Regions from separate parts of the Oryzias latipes genome. Here region 1 is linked to region 2. Evidence: chromatin contacts called from public Hi-C data. All regions are on one chromosome and are shown on one strand. The core of a region is the stretch at or near the end of the contact, and the rest is flanking DNA. Distances in the headings are between cores, read along the strand shown.

Region 1 (4,476 bases), core at 553-3,052, 67 kb before region 2:
TAAGTTGCAAGTGTTCCGCACTGTCTGCACTATTTTAGCATTAAAATGACTTATATTGTTCAATTTAAGGTCATTTTTGTCCATGTTCAAGTTAATTCTTCTAACTTTTATTGAATACCTATAAGGACTGCTCCCGCAAACTGCATTGTGCATATAGAATCAGACAAAAAATCCACTATTTGGTAAGTTATCTTCCTCTTTTGAGAAATTAAGAAGTAAAACTACGATTGCAACTGTAGAATAAAGGATTTCTTAAACCTATTTTTCTTTTCAACCATAACTTTACCTTTCAGGATGCCTGCAAAGTTGTGTTAAAAAAACAGCATGAAATAAGAAATAAAAAATACACTTCAAGATTAAAAATGAGAATATTGCAAACCATGCAGCTTTGTTTAAAAAACAAATGTGAGGCTGCTTTTCTTAAATATTCCAGAGGAACATGAAAACCACTAAATTTGTGTTGTTTATGCGTCTGTATGTTTTTCTCTGAAAGCCAGATTTCCCCAGTGGTCGTTACATACAACATATTTGCATCTCATTGTTGGATTACCCGCACGCGTCTTTCTGACAGAGAAATAAGGACAGAGAAATGTGGCAGTCAGACATGAAGATGTTGCTTCAATGCGCTTGTTTCTCTCTAACCAGGCCTAAATGGATGAAAGCAAACCAGCAGCAAGAAGAAGAAGAAGAAGAATTTTTGTGCTACCCCTTTGGTAGCATCCGTGCCATGTTCACTAAAAAAATGACAGGCCAGAATCAGTAACAGCAGATCTGACCTCGGGTCTCCAACCTAAAAGAACACTATAATTCTTTGAACATGATGAGAGCTGGGGAGAAGAGTCTGACATGGATCCACAGTTGCTACACCCCGCTGTCTGGGGCTGGAGATCGGTAGTGACAAAAAGATGTCTTGATCAGACACGTGTCCCTGCTGCTTTGCAGGGTTGAGATTGTGCTGCAGCATAAATGCTGTTCATCAAGGACAGTTTTACTTTGAGCTTCTCCTGTAACCTAAAAAACAAAAGTGAATAATTTGTATTCAAAGCTGCTTACCTGGATAAGCTTTAACAGTTCTGCAGGTTTAAACACATTTGTGTTAATATAAAACACATTGGAATGTGCCCTTTTCCAGCAGCTGCTTCTGATCAAATTCAAAAGATACATCGTTTCTAAAAATGTTATCTTGTGGCCGAAAAGTCAAGATCCAAATCAGACCCTTTTGTGGAAATGGAGCCCCTGGTCGTTTCTTAGTCCCTGTGGGGTTTACCAGGTCAGGGTGGGAGAATCTTTGACTGGCTTCAAATCGAGACCAAGCAAAGGTTTTTAATCAGTTGCACGTTGGATTTCAGTGAGAGAAGGATTTTTTCAGACAAAAAAAATAAACAAATCAAAGGTTAAAAAATTGGCCCATAAAAAGGTCACTCTGTCATTAGAGTTCTCACGTTTGCCTGCGATGCTTAGTCCCCTCAAGACAACGCTGTTCCCTGTGCCTGCCCTGTCTGACACTAGAGAGTGCACACACTTTTTTGGGATTATTCGACTAAAATAATTCACTTTTGGTCTGTGGATACAAAAAACAACGTGGAAAAGTTCCTGTGTTTCATAGCCACAAGCCAAACATTTATTCCCACACAAATGCTGCATTTCCTACATCTAGATCAAAGACTTTGAGTTTGTCTAAATGATTTAATCTCCTCTATTAGCCTAGTAAAGGGTTCCCAGTTGATCACAGTGTTAATGTAATGGCTAAACATACGGGTGCATCAGTAGCTTGATGGGGGCCGTCAGCCTCAGGCTCCAAAGTGACAACAGCCTTGCCGATTACTCTGATCTAAGATACCCGACTTTGGTGACATCGAGGCTGACCTTAGAGTCACCTCCCCCGCTGCCGCACTCTCCCTTGTCGTACCACCATTTGTTTTTCAATTTGTCCAAGAGGCCTTGCTCATTCAGTTTTAACACTGCCAGGTTAACAGCATTTCTTGAAACGATAAAACATAACTTGTAAGAAAATGAACAGGTCCGTGAGAAATCTAATATGGAATATTAGTAAGAAATAGGTCATAAATATCAATGGTTCATTAGGGGAGCACGGGAGGGACAAATTGGTACAAAATTTCACTGGAGTGGAAAGGCAAGAAGTAAATTTACAGCAAAAGGAAAAAAAGATTAAGTATTTGAAAGGTGGCATGGAGGGTTGCTCATAACTGAAGTGTGCGGGATGGGGACATTCTGTCATCTTTAAATGGGAAATAAGTACAAACTGGCATGCAGCTTGACATTTATCACAACTGACAGAGCAGCATCTGAACTAGCAAATTAATTCAAGAATAAATGAAATAAGCAGTAATGCAGAGAGGCACAACAGAGACCAGGAGGAGAGGAGGGTGAAGGGGGGAGGACAAACGAAACAAACAAGGCTGGAGAGGGTGACAGTCCACATCCACATTCAAACGAACATCCTGAGTGTGAGAAAAATACCAGTGACCTTCAGAGAGAACAGCACAAACAGATCAGCACTCACAACACAAACAAAAATGTCTCAATTCAATTCAAACAGAACATTTCTCCCACTTGGAAAAACATGAATTAAGGAAAAGAAAAAAAAAAAGAGAATGACAAAAGGAAACATCAGGGAGGGTGGAATACTATAACAACATGGAGATTGTTATATTATCCCACCCACCCTAATGCAGAGCCTTTGGGCGTGGCCACGCCGTAGCCTTTTGAATCCAGGTTGCCGCCCACTTTCATGGTGTCGCACGGCTTCCGCTGCTCTATATACTCGTTCATGGTGGATTCCAGGAGAAAGGCAAACTTGCCCTTGGACTTTCGCACCCGGGAAACCCCGTCTGGTGTTGTCTTGACAAACACTGAGGGTTCGGCGGATTTCATGTATGACCACATTTTCTCATAAACAGCTATTTTGGAGCGCTGTGGAAAAGAGAGAGAAGACAGAAACACCTTAGTGATGACCAATTTAATAAACAACTTTTTCTCAAACATTTATTTTAAAGACCCACTCCGATGAAAACGTGGTTTTTGGTGTTTTTAACATGTTTTTGTGGCTTTTTTATGAATATTTTGATACATCCACTTGCAAACAAATGGATCCATGTACGTCTTTGTTTTCTTCGTCTGAGCTGGCATCTGGCTTAAAACTGTATGGCTGGATAGCTCCAATGTTGCTCACTGTTTTTGTTGCAGCAGTCATATTTGGCTGAGGGGCTGTAAGCTAGCAGGAGAGCACGTAAACAGATGGGTGAAGGGAAGGAGGAATGGCTCTCCACCAATAGTTCTGCCCACAACTCAGAGGCAAATTTCATATCAACTACTGTAGAAAAGGACAGGTTTTTAAAAAGTTTGGCTAAAAACAGAATAATCATAACTAAAATAGCTCAAAAGTGAATCAGAGTGGGTCTTTGAAGCTTCATCAATTTTTGATGGCAGCTCAAGGTTTAACTTGGAGGGCTTCTGTCAGAGCTCTGGTTATTCAAATTCTGGGGGTCTTTAGGAAAAAATCAGTCTTAAGAAAGGATGCATATTTTTTACTATAGTTGAAAGTTTTTATGTTGATAAAAAAGCTGCTAACAGAACTAAAGCTGCCACAGATTTAATGAACAGGATCAGAAGACAGGCCAGCTGGGACACAACAAAAACGTGAAGTTTGGTGATCACAGCTTCGTAAATTATTTTTAATCTGGTTCTGTGACAAACGACATCTAAAAAGTAAAAGAAAAGTCGGAAAAAACTAAGAAAAACCTGACCCTCCTCAGGTTTCACAGCACTTAAGACAGAACAAGCTCTTTGATTCTGCTGTTTCTTGCATAAACAAACTCAAAACTACCAGCTTTGATTATTCACAGAGCAGAGTTGTGGGCCCTCACGCATTTTGTTTTCCTCAAACCCTGAATTTCTGTTGCTGCTTGTCACTGACCCACTGCTGTCAGGGGAGGAGCATTGCAGAAGGTGTTTTGGATCATTAAACACCTCACCTCAAACATTCCTGTACAATTTAACAACACACTGACAGCTTTCCACCTCCTGTGATTCGCCACGGATCCCCCCTTTCATACACAAACAGCTCAGCTGAGGTAGAGTGGGCTTTTTGCCAGTCGCCTGAAGTCAGACAATCTGGCAGCTCAGCAGAAGTAAAGCGAGTATCAATATTGCTGGCCAGACATGACCTTTTCTTTCTCTGTGCTCCTACCAGCAGGTCACACCTGGTTCCAGTCATTATATGCTATAATAGTTCTGTTGAGTCCTTTGCCTCCCGCATGCTAATAAATATCTACATTTGTCACACAGCATGTTTGCTTTTATGTACTTTACCCATGAATCAATCACTTTGCTCAGAGAATAAGAGCGGAATCATTTTGCGCCACTAAATATAAAAATGTAAAAATTTTCTTAGTGTGAATTAAGTGCATTTAAGGCCTGTTGTACATTAGCGGATGTGAAACAATAATACATCTA
Region 2 (4,635 bases), core at 129-2,628:
ATCTAGCATTTGAGAAAAAGTTTCACTCATTTTATGGCCTTTTTAGAGTCACATATTTAAAACTAACAACATATATGTCAAATCTTTGGTCTGATGGCTGACATGAAGAACATATGTGTAACAATATGCATTTTGGGGGAATGTTTTATAATAAAAACTTGATTTTGTTGTTTTGAAAAGCAGAGGGAGCAGATACTCACAGGCATGAGTGACAGAGAAACTGTTGGAGGACTCCAGGTTGTCCACATTGTAGTTGAGATGAAAGGGTTTCTCCGTCACATTTTGGTTGGTGTTGTAGAGCTGAACAGCAAACCTGAAGGCGCTGTGCTCCTGCACTGTGGAGCGCATGAACAGTCCACCTGCAGCACAGAAAACACACAAGAGAAGATGCTCTGATTACTCCATGTTCACTATAATTTGCTCATAACAAAATACATGTTTTTTTTCTCGTTTTTGATAGATATACAGATCTAATTTTTGCAGTGAGACTGCAGTAATGTTTATTGAATTTGCGCATTATTAGGCATTTCCTGGAAAGTGTTCCTCTTGACAAAGCAGCTCCTGAAACTGGCAATTAGGATCAACTGTGTTTTTAAGCAGACTGCCCACAAACACCCACACATGGTTGATCAGAAGTAAGTTGGCAACAATCTCAGCAAAAGCCATCTTAACTAGGGGCAAGAACAAAGAAATGTGATGCATCCAAAGCCTCACTTTGAACTTACCAATGTTGATTTGGTTGGGAAAGCCTGCCTGCGAGTCCCCGGAGAGGTTCCAGACTGCGAAGATTGTCGCAACTATACGAATCCACATTTTGTCAGCGAGAAATCAACTCCTTCTGTGGATCCGGCTGAGGAAGAGCGAGGAGAAGCATGAACACGGGGCAAGAAATCCACAAGATGCGGCGTCTCTCCCTCTCTCTCCCCCTCACTGCGCGCACCCACGTTGAATCTGTGCCAGCGCAACTGCAGCGCATCAGCGCAGCGCCAGCCTCTGCCTCTGCTGCTGCCGGAGCCCCAGCGCCAGCGTTTTATCTCAAAGATGGTGGTGAAGGAGGATGGGGAGTTGGGAGGGAGGGGGAGATCTTCTTACTCTTGATGAAATGGACCAAAGAGGGAAGAGCGAATTGAAAGAGAGCAGAATGTGGGGGGGAAAGGAAAGGAGGCGTTCGTCTAACTGCAGCCTCCTTTCTTCCTCTGCGCGTCACTGCAGAGTTGAGGAGGTGCAGTCTGTGCTGGTGGGGGGCGGGTGTTGATGTGTGTGTGTGTGACTGAGCATCACAAGGATGAAGTCAGTTGTTCTGACTGGAGTTCACATGGAAGGCTTGGGAGGATGTGTCCATCCGTCCATCCGTCCAGCCAGCCAGCCAGCCAGCCAGCATCGGTTCCTGCTGTCCTAGAGTGTGTGGGTGAGTTGGTTTTGCACTCCTGTAGAGCCAGTTCTGTCCTACGCTGTCCCCTGCAGGTTTGGGAGAGCACAAACTCCAATGCACTAAGTACAGTTTCATCTAATCCAAGGATCCCACTGAATGATTTGCATTTGTCCCACGGATTTGTTCTGCAGAAGAAAAACAAGTATATACCTTTAATCATTCATGAAGAATGTGAAGCCTTTTAACAATCTATAACCTGTCTCACGTGTTTTGAAGTAGTGTAATAAAAAAGGATGTGATCCCTCGCTGATTTTATAGGTTTACCCTCCTAAAAAGAAATTGACAATCTGTCATCTTAATGGTTTCTTTGAAAAGTGAGAGATAAAATATTACAAAGGAAAATCAACAAATCTACTTTAAAGAATTTACACAAATTTTCATTGAGGGAAATAACTATTTGATTCCATATGTACTTGACATCTGGTTTACACTCTCCTAATCAACCTGTCACCTGAATTGAAGACGCCTGTTTGAACTAATCACTGTAGAAAAGACTTCTGTCCACAGAATCAGTCAGTTAGACTCCAAGCTCTCCAACATGAAAAAGACAAAAGAGCTTTCATTGGATTAAAGGGAGAAGATTGTGGATCTGCACTATGGAAGCGATTCTGTAGCATAAATAAAAGTAAAAGGCAAACAGAATCGCTTCCATACTGCACAAGATTGGAATGGACTATAAACCTTCTTCCCTCCACTAGGAGGCTTAAATCTGTTCTTCTAACAGGATAATGGCCCAAAATGTTCAGGCAAGGCAACCAAAGAACAACTGAAGAAGAAGCAGAAAGGACATGAAGTGGCTAAATCTTAAGTCATTTGTAAATAAGAGTGGACCAAAATTCCTCCTGTTATTTACATAATCAACTATAAGAAACGTCTGACCTCTGTGCTGCTATAAGGGTTTTACCACAAAGTACTAAGTCTTTCTGGCAAGAGGGATCAAATACTTATTTCCCCTAATGAAATGCTAATAAATTTATATAAATTCATTTGAGATGATTTCTTGATTTTGTTTGTGATTTTCTATCTCTGACCTCAAGTGAAGCTACCATTAAGACGACAGACTTGTTTTTAAGTGAGGAAACTTACAAAATCAGCAAGGGATCAAATACAAATTTCCTCCACAGTATATGTTACGCATATTTAAATATGTTAAAAGACTGAAATCTAATCTTGAGGTCTGTTTGTGTGGTTCAAAGTCGACCCTGACCCAAATACCGTCAAGGCTTCCTTTAGCTGCTTTAGCATAAATTTGACTTCACAAAGTTTCCAAGATTTTAGATTTATTTTACTTTTATTTTATGTTCAGTAAATATAATTGATTTCTTGTTACTTGCTTATAATACACATCACAATTGGTCAAAGTGATGCTTTTTTCTTTTTAAAGAGAAAAAGTGAAAAAATATGCATACATGTAAGCTTAGTGGTACTGAAAATGAAAAAAGAAACTGCACAGAAAACTCACGTAATCCAATTAAACAGAATTGCTTTTATTTTGAAAACTGCTCTTAGCACACGTCTGAATAACCCTGCAGCATGACTTTTTAATTATGGGAGTAAAACATATTTCACCCTATGTTTGGGTATTTGGGGTCCCTTACCTAATTGTAAAATTGATCACCCCTAACCCCCCAACCAGATATTGGTTTGTTGCTTCAAGGCAACACTGTGCAACGAGGGTAGTAAAACACCAGATAATCATCAATTGTATTGTAAATGAATTTTACAATACAACAAACGTGAAGTAACAAACAAACAAACAGCAAATAAACTATGTAAACATTTCATGAAACATCAAAACAACAAAATATATCCAAAAACTTGTATTTGCAATTTCTCAAGAGTTCCTCATCTAAGTCGGTGTGGAATTTCAGGAAGCAGTTGCAATCAGGTGTTAAACAGAGGGGTAAATTGCATTTTCTGCTCAAAAAAGGAAATATATACTAAGAGACAAATAACTGCTATAAGACCAGCACATATGCACACACACAATTACTGTTCCGACTGATCCCTTTGTTGAACCCTGAGCTCAAAACTGTCCCTCAAACCTGATTCATGAATCTGTTTCTCCACTTCCTCACTGTCATTTTCTGAAGCTTTGCTGTCCTCACTTTCTGAGGGAGTCTCTCTGACTGTAATTTCCCGAGGTCTCCTTCCATAAAATGTTTTTTATGTCCATTTCCTGTGATGGTTGTATAGTTAAAACATCGACTGTGATCATATACATGCTTACAAACGCATGTCTACACAGGCATGCTAATGCATCGTGTTACCTGAAAACCCACTGACTAGTGTTGCCTTGAGAAACGAATGAAAATGAACAATTTTACTGAATAAATGATTCTTTAGAAGTAGAAAAACAACGATCAAAAGAACTTCTTAACATCCCAATGCACATTTGCATATTTTTGATATTGCATTTACATAAATATAAAATAAACATAATATATAATGAATAAACATGTTAAAAAAAAGTCATCTTTATCTTAACTTTAAATGATAATTTCTCTTTTGTAGCACAGCTTACAGAAAAGGACCCCCTCCACCTATAATTAAAGTCACAGCACTTTCTCATTTCATTGGACAATAATTTGACTTATTGCATTTTTGGAAGAAAAAAAAAGTTATTTTTATTAAAATGACCAATGGAGAGACATGAAAATGTAGTTTGTTTGCTTTGAAGCAACTCTATGCAGCAAAGGGATACTGGGAAAACATCCGCTTTTTTTGAGTGTGTGGCTCAAATCCAGCAATTATGTTAGGATGGGAGTCAATTAGTGTATACTTGATAACTTCAGTGGACGTTTTGCTGAACAATGCTGGTTTGAAGCAACACCTGCTACCATCTAGATTGTCCTTTTTAAATCCAGATGTAAAAAAAGGAAGTAATGCAAGATTGAAAAAACCTTGTATCAAACTAAAAGGCAGCTGCCCTACATTTGAAGCTTTCAGGTCCAACTAGGAGGCTAAACTGTTGCGAAACAGTTTCTTGACACAAACCTGAGGTGCTTAGAAAAAACTGCAATACAAGAGTAAAAATATAGCTGTAACAACTCAAAAAACAGACCAACAGAGAGGAAATAAAAAGTGTATTTTTTTGTTTGTTAATAAAGATGAGATTTCATTCAAGCTTTATAATATTGTGATCTTCTTAATTTCATGCAGAATTGGAACTGCTAGAATGATCGAGGGGGATCAAAGATCCT

The links. Hi-C and Micro-C count contacts between places; a contact is called where the count stands out from the background.
Region 1: a Hi-C map of gastrula embryo shows a contact between it and region 2, with 1.4 times the contacts expected there. The contact joins the enhancer-like site here to the promoter of LOC101158221 in region 2. A contact is called at or near these places in 3 of 5 Hi-C or Micro-C datasets (embryo, fibroblasts and gastrula embryo).

What each region holds. Positions count from the first base shown.
Region 1 is chr14:16,139,362-16,143,837 of ASM223467v1, reverse strand. LOC101158221 (glutamate receptor 3) reads right to left here. Exons shown (of 15, transcript XR_909990.3): 13 at 2,687-2,934. Among protein-coding and RNA genes, the nearest start is that of LOC110016391, 25 kb to the right of the region's middle. Within about 2 kb of position 1,802, at least 1 of the 8 cell types and tissues checked has an H3K27ac peak or open chromatin away from gene starts, as enhancers often do. A contact at or near this core is called in gastrula embryo, where this site is marked.
Region 2 is chr14:16,071,366-16,076,000 of ASM223467v1, reverse strand. LOC101158221 (glutamate receptor 3) reads right to left here and starts at 1,378. Exons shown (of 15, transcript XR_909990.3): 1 at 726-1,378; 2 at 201-359.